Regions from separate parts of the Mus musculus genome. Here region 1 is linked to region 2. The links are chromatin contacts, called in public Hi-C maps. All regions are on one chromosome and are shown on one strand. The core of a region is the stretch at or near the end of the contact, and the rest is flanking DNA. Distances in the headings are between cores, read along the strand shown.

The links. A called contact is a pair of places that touch in the nucleus more often than the background predicts.
Region 1: a Hi-C map of bone marrow-derived macrophages shows a contact between it and region 2, with 11 read pairs. The contact joins two enhancer-like sites. A contact is called at or near these places in 1 of 15 datasets of contacts at CTCF or cohesin (pro-B cells), 37 of 484 Hi-C or Micro-C datasets (CD4 T cells, CD8 T cells, the HL-1 cell line and 25 more) and 3 of 115 datasets of contacts at active chromatin or transcription factors (bone marrow-derived dendritic cells, embryonic stem cells and memory CD8 T cells).

Annotation. Positions count from the first base shown.
Region 1 is chr2:59,424,348-59,427,377 of GRCm38.p6, reverse strand. No RefSeq gene overlaps it. Among named protein-coding and RNA genes, the nearest start is that of Gm46743, 5.4 kb to the right of the region's middle. Within about 2 kb of position 1,502, at least 33 of the 459 cell types and tissues checked have an H3K27ac peak or open chromatin away from gene starts, as enhancers often do. A contact at or near this core is called in bone marrow-derived macrophages, where this site is marked.
Region 2 is chr2:58,812,941-58,816,064 of GRCm38.p6, reverse strand. No RefSeq gene overlaps it. Among named protein-coding and RNA genes, the nearest start is that of Upp2, 59 kb to the right of the region's middle. Within about 2 kb of position 1,409, at least 3 of the 459 cell types and tissues checked have an H3K27ac peak or open chromatin away from gene starts, as enhancers often do. A contact at or near this core is called in bone marrow-derived macrophages, where this site is marked.

The DNA of each region.
Region 1 (3,030 bases), core at 253-2,752, 610 kb before region 2:
AGAGGTTCCACGGAGGAAGAACTAACTCGCTTTCCCAGGGCTTCCCGCCCTGTGCGGGTCTTACGACATATTGCAGGCAATCACATGTAACAGAGTCTCAGGCTGGATCAAAATAATTTTAGGTGAAAACTTCAAAATAGTCTGACGCCTACCAATTGCATTTCCAGTTTAGGTCCTTCAGCCTCCAAGGGAATCTGAGAAACATGCAACTATGTTTGCATTCTTTGGCCAGAATTATCCAGAATAATCTAAAAACACCTTTGTGGTATCAATTTACCCCTGTTTTCCCTCAGAAGTCTCTCCCAAGCCCTGTTCACACTGTTATTTTGAACTTTTTTGTTATGTTGTATAAAAATGTGAATTAAAAAAACCTGAAGTTTTAGTAATCATAAATTCAAAGAAATCCATGGACTGGACTGTCATTGTCTGGAAATGAGGAAATGTACACTTTTGATGTAAAGGACAAGGTGAAATTCCTTATTTTGCTAATGCTGCAAGTGTGTCATTGGATGGATATGTATGTATGTGTGTGTGTGTGTGTGTGTGTGTGTGTGTGTGTGTGTGTATGTATGTATGTATGTATATGAGAACACTGTCACTGTCTTCATACACACCAGAAGAGGGCATCAGTCCCATTATAAATGGCTGTGAATCCTCATGTGGTTGCTGAGAATTGAACTCAGGACCTCTGGAAGAGGGGTCAGCGCCCTTAACTACTGAGCCATCTCTCCAGCCCTGGATGCGTAATTTGACCAGGCACCAGCAGGCAAAGACTCTCCCAGTCTCTCAGCAGCCAACAACCCACTGGAGCAACCTCCTACCAGTGCATGGCTGCAACCACACCACAATGTGATCTGACCCTCTGAGCCTCCCGTGGCCTGTCCAGGCTCAAACCTCCACAGCCAGAGCCTCTCCTCACCGACACTTGTGCAGCAGTAACCCTCTGTCATCTTTCACAGCGTGTTAGGTACCTTTTCACTGCTGTGACCAATAACTAAGAATAGCGTCTTGAAGGGTAGGAGCTTTATTGGGGCTTATGATTTCAGATGGTTCAGTCCGTTGTGGTTTGGATAGGGTGGAGTGGGGTGGAGAAACTCAGTTATATCTAGGCAGGACAGGAGCAGAGAGTGAGACCAGAAGTTTCTAGTGGTATGTACCCACTAAGGTACCTGTCCCCTCCACAATCTCCCAAAATACCGCGACCAGATGGAAACCAAACATTCAAAACATGAGCCTTTGGGGGTGTTTTATATTTAGTCTATGACACACACTGATGGCCTTCTCTGACAAGCCTGGCCAGGAAGTACTGGTTGTGACCTGATTTTTCTAAACTCCAAACAATGGACTCTTCGATATTTTGAGACACTTGAGCCCGGAGATTTCTTGGCATGATGAATCTGTTTCTAGAGTCACACCCAGTCAGAGAGGATAGTCAATGAAGGGTACAGTCAAGGTTAAACTCAAGTGTTCTCCTCTCTCCCATTTTGTTTACAGAGAATGTGAAGAAGGAAGTCAGGCCTATAATGTGGAAGTCAGTTGGCCACAACTAAAATTATTTGGCTAAATCGGACATAGAAGGCTAGCAAACATGATTTTGCTTGTGTGCGATAACTGGAATAGGCAAGTTCATAGAGACAGGAAGTAGAGCAGAGGTACCCAGGGACCCGGGAGGGTGACACAGGGAATTGGTGTTCATGGGGTAGAACTTTTGTTTGAAGTTAAGTGAAAAGCCTATGAATGATGAATGATCCATGATGCTGCACAGCATTGAGAATATACTGAATTCCTTTAAACTGTGCATCAAGAGATGGTCAAATCGGAAAATTTGCATTGCATTTTCTTTACCCCCCCCCCCCAGAAAGCAGACCAAGGGACATGTAGGCATGTTAGAGGGTTTAGTGTTGGCTATCCTGAGACAGCATCACCCACTGTGGGCAGCTCCTAATGTGAGTTGTGTAGCAGAGCCATGGTCCTGGGGGAGCAGCTAATGGGCTAGGTGGAAGTGCTGCTCAGCCGTGGGGTGAACAGCTCCTGCTCTGGCCCATCTTGGGGTGTGTGTGTGTGTGTGTGTGTGTGTGTGTGTGTGTGTGTGTGTGTGTGTATGGGGGTTGGGGGAGGTGGCACGGGCACTAGGATGTCCTACTTTATCACCTTAAGTAGCTCCCTTGCTGAGAAGACATTAGAAGAGGTCTTTTGCTTTAGCAGGGCTGGAACAGACTGGAAAAGCCAGGTGTGGATGTAACCCCCCCCCCACATACACACACACACACACACATACAGGAGTGCTTAGAGGGGTGTGTGGGATCACAGCGCCACAATTCTAGAAACAGGGACAAAACCAAGCATACTCTGAAAACACCAGTTGTCTGAGTTCAGTCTTCCCCTAGGATAGATGAGTTGACCATGGAGCAAGTTTCAGACAGAGGCCTCTAGATGGTGCACAGACCGTGATAAATACCCGAGGAGGCAGGGCTTCGTCTGTAATTGGAGCCTCAAGGCTCACTCCAGATGCAGGGGTTTTATAACATGCTCTCCCTACTCCAGCCAAGCGATACCCCCACCCATGTACCCTTCTGGATAGTTTCAAAGATGGCAGCTTTGATCATCTTGAGGGCAGTGGTAGAGGAAGGAAGTCCTGTAGCCCTCTACCAGCAAAGAGGCCAAGGATACAGAAAATCTCTCAGAAAGGGTGTCATCCACCCAGGCTATAGGTTGCTATAAGTCAAAGGTGAAGGCCATTGAGCACTAGCTAAGCATCATGAGAGAAGGGACAACTCTGTTAGCTGGGAGGAAAGACTGATTTCAAGTCTTGAGGCCTGGAAACAGTGGGCTTTTCTTACTGGGGTGTTTAGCCTCAGTAAGAGCCACAAGAAAGCCAGGGGCAGGATGGAGCTGTGGCTCAGACCTGCAATCCAGGACAGCAAGGCTGGATAACTTCTCTGCCTGCCAGGGCCATGTTTACTTATGCAAACAGCTGACACATGGCTGCAGACCCAAGCAGGGACAGCCTCCACTGTGGTCTAGACAACG
Region 2 (3,124 bases), core at 160-2,659:
GTGAATTACAAGATATTTTACCACCATGTTTCAACTTTATGTCACATTTGTCACCGGGCATATCAGAACAAGCCAGGCTCCTTTACACTCTGTCTTCTAACCTAGAGTCAGAATTCTCTCTAACAAGCTCAGGGTCTCATTGGTAGGAAATAGTATGGCAGTACCTGAGTTACTGGATTGACCTATTCTAGGCCCTTTCTATGAGCATTGTTAGAATATATATTCATGTGCAAGCGTGTACATCCATATATGCATACACATATGCACTAAACAGGCCCATAAGATCACATGTATTATTAATCCATTCTGTTATTATTTCTCATTTAAATCCCATGGTGTGTTGCTTCAAGTCTTCCACTTTCAAATGTATTTTCTTTTTTTCCTTATGGAGGCTTCGAATGCTCACTGACAAGAAGTCCAAATATGACATCATTCCTCACTATATTATCCCGCACTCTATGCACATGACAGACAAGATAAAATGCCAATATGACAGCCACAAATTCTTCAGCTGTGTACATCATACTCTTTCTTCTTTTGTTATACATCCATTATATTTCTATGCTGGGAATTATGTAAATCTTATACACTCTCCATTAGTTCCTAAGTTCTTTTCTAAAATTTCGTCCTTTGCAAATTCACTTGTAAATATAATGGCATATGATCATATATCCCTCCATTTCCCCCTCCAGCTCCACGTCTAACTCTTCCAGCCCCACATACTTCATCCAACTTCATGTCCTCTCTTTTTATTAAATAATCTACTAAGGGACTGGAGGGCTGCCCCAGAACTGGCTGTGCTTCCATAGAACCCAGATTGAAACCCAACTTCTGCTTAGCAATTCACAAATGTCTGTCTGTAGCTCCTGTTTAAGGGGCCGTCTCTCTGATTCCCTCTCCTGGCTTTTGAGGGCACCAGGCACACATGTGGTACACAGATACACATGCAGGCAAAACATCCATACACATACAATATGATTTTAAAAATTATAAAAAATAACTCATTAAGTCCAATTCACGTTGACCATATATGTGAGTGGGAAGCCCTCCACCTTCATCTCATTTTATAAGTCAGCGCGTTTTGCAGATGCCAGTGGGCGCCATATTAGCTTTCCATTTGTCATTCTGGTGGGCTGTGTCCTGGTTTAGGAGAGCTTCCTTAGGAGTTGCTTGTGGTAACTGTGTTTTGACTGTGTTAATAACTCGGGGTTGGAGGCCTTTATAGTTGCAAATCGGTTTTCCCAGGGAATAAAATGCCATATTTACATTTTCTTCCCTTAGCATAAATGTCAGGAGACGGGTTGTAAACGGTTTTCTTTCCCTGACAATTTACTTCATCTTTTTTTGCCTGACTGCACAAAGCTTTTCCCTGCTTTCCTTATGATGTAATAGTCACTGGATTCCTGCTGATGCCAGGACCTTGGTGGCCACAGTCAGCAAAAGCAGTTCCCTCTTATGACACAGATTCAAATGTATTGCAGGCAGTGTTTATAAATTATACTTCTTTAGTATTTATTGTATTAGTAAAATTTTTGTTTTCACCCCTCAGGGCCTCTTACTATGCCATTCTGACCAGTTTTCTCCCTGTCTCCTCAGTCCTTTCATCTCATTTCTTGATGTGTATTCAAGTTTAAGAAACTTCTTGCTTGGAAACAGTTTCCACACTACAGATAAATCTAAAAACCAAAATGTAATGCCTTTAGCTAGTCACATACTGTTTTAAATTCAAGGTGGTTTATCATTTTTGTGTTATTACACCCACGTGTGGACACACACATATCCACATACATCCTCACATGCATGCACATATAGGTACAGATACTCATAGATACTCATGTGCACACATTCTATCCTCTTTCTCTGTCAGTTTTTCTCTGTCTCTGTCTCTCTCTTACACACATGAATGTGTGTGCATGTGCACACACACACACACACACACACACTTTTTTTTTCCTTACCACTTGAGAGTAAGTTGTCCTCTCAGTCTGTGTCTGCTTACTAAAGGTAAGAATGCTAGCTTTTCTAAGCACCAAAAAGAAAAAAAAAACAAAAAAAAACCAATCCAGTGAAGTGTGTCACTGCTATAATACCTTCCATTCTAGTCTCCATGTCGCTGCTTTATCCTCGGATCTGTTTACAGCTTTTGTAGCATCTTCCCTCACATCAGGATTCAGTCAGAAATTGGCCATTGATTTTCATTGCTGGCTCTTTTAAATTCCTTTTAGTCTGGTCCATCTCAGTCGCTTTGTTTTTTAGGATATTGGCTTTTTATTTGTGGTAAATATATGTAACGTAAAGGTGACTGCGTTCACTGATTGTAAAGTGCACTCAAGTGGCACTGGGCTCCTTCATATTATTGCTCCAACACTGCCTTTCCTCTCTAGAACTGTCACTTCATCCTGCAACTCTGTACACACTAACCAAACCCACCTTCCTTCCTCCTTGAGCCACTCACTGACAGCCACTCCTCTAGTCTCTATCCTCATGAATTTACTGTAAGTACATCAGGTACATAGAACTGTGCATAATTTATTTGTGGGAGGAAGGTATTTGACTGGCTTATTCTAAAATAATCACCACAATGCTTTCATGGTTTATCTGTATAATTCATGAATCAGAATTTTATTCTTTTTAAAGGCCGAATAATATTTTGTCGTGTGTATATTTTATAGAGAGCTATTATAAATATTAATGTATAGCTGGTTTAGATCTCTGCTTTCGATTCATTTGAGGGCTATTGATAGATGATGTAATACTTCTGCATTTAATGTTAGAAGAATTTACCTGCTTCTTTCCCACAATGTCCTCACCATTTACACTCCCAGCAGGGATATACAGACGTTCCAATTTCTCCACATCATTTGCAGCACATGTTATTCTACTTCCCGTCCCTCCTTTTGTACAATAGCCACCCCAGTGGGTGTTCTTTGGTGTGTGGATGGTTCATTATGATTTCAACTTGCATTTCCCTGGCAACTGGCCATCTTTCAGTATGTCTTGCCCATTTGTAAGTCTTCTTTGAATAAATACATATTCAAGTCATCTGCACATTTTTGAGGTGGTTTACTTGTTTGTCATTATTGTCCTTAAGTAGTAGGAGATATTTCCATATTCTGGACATGAA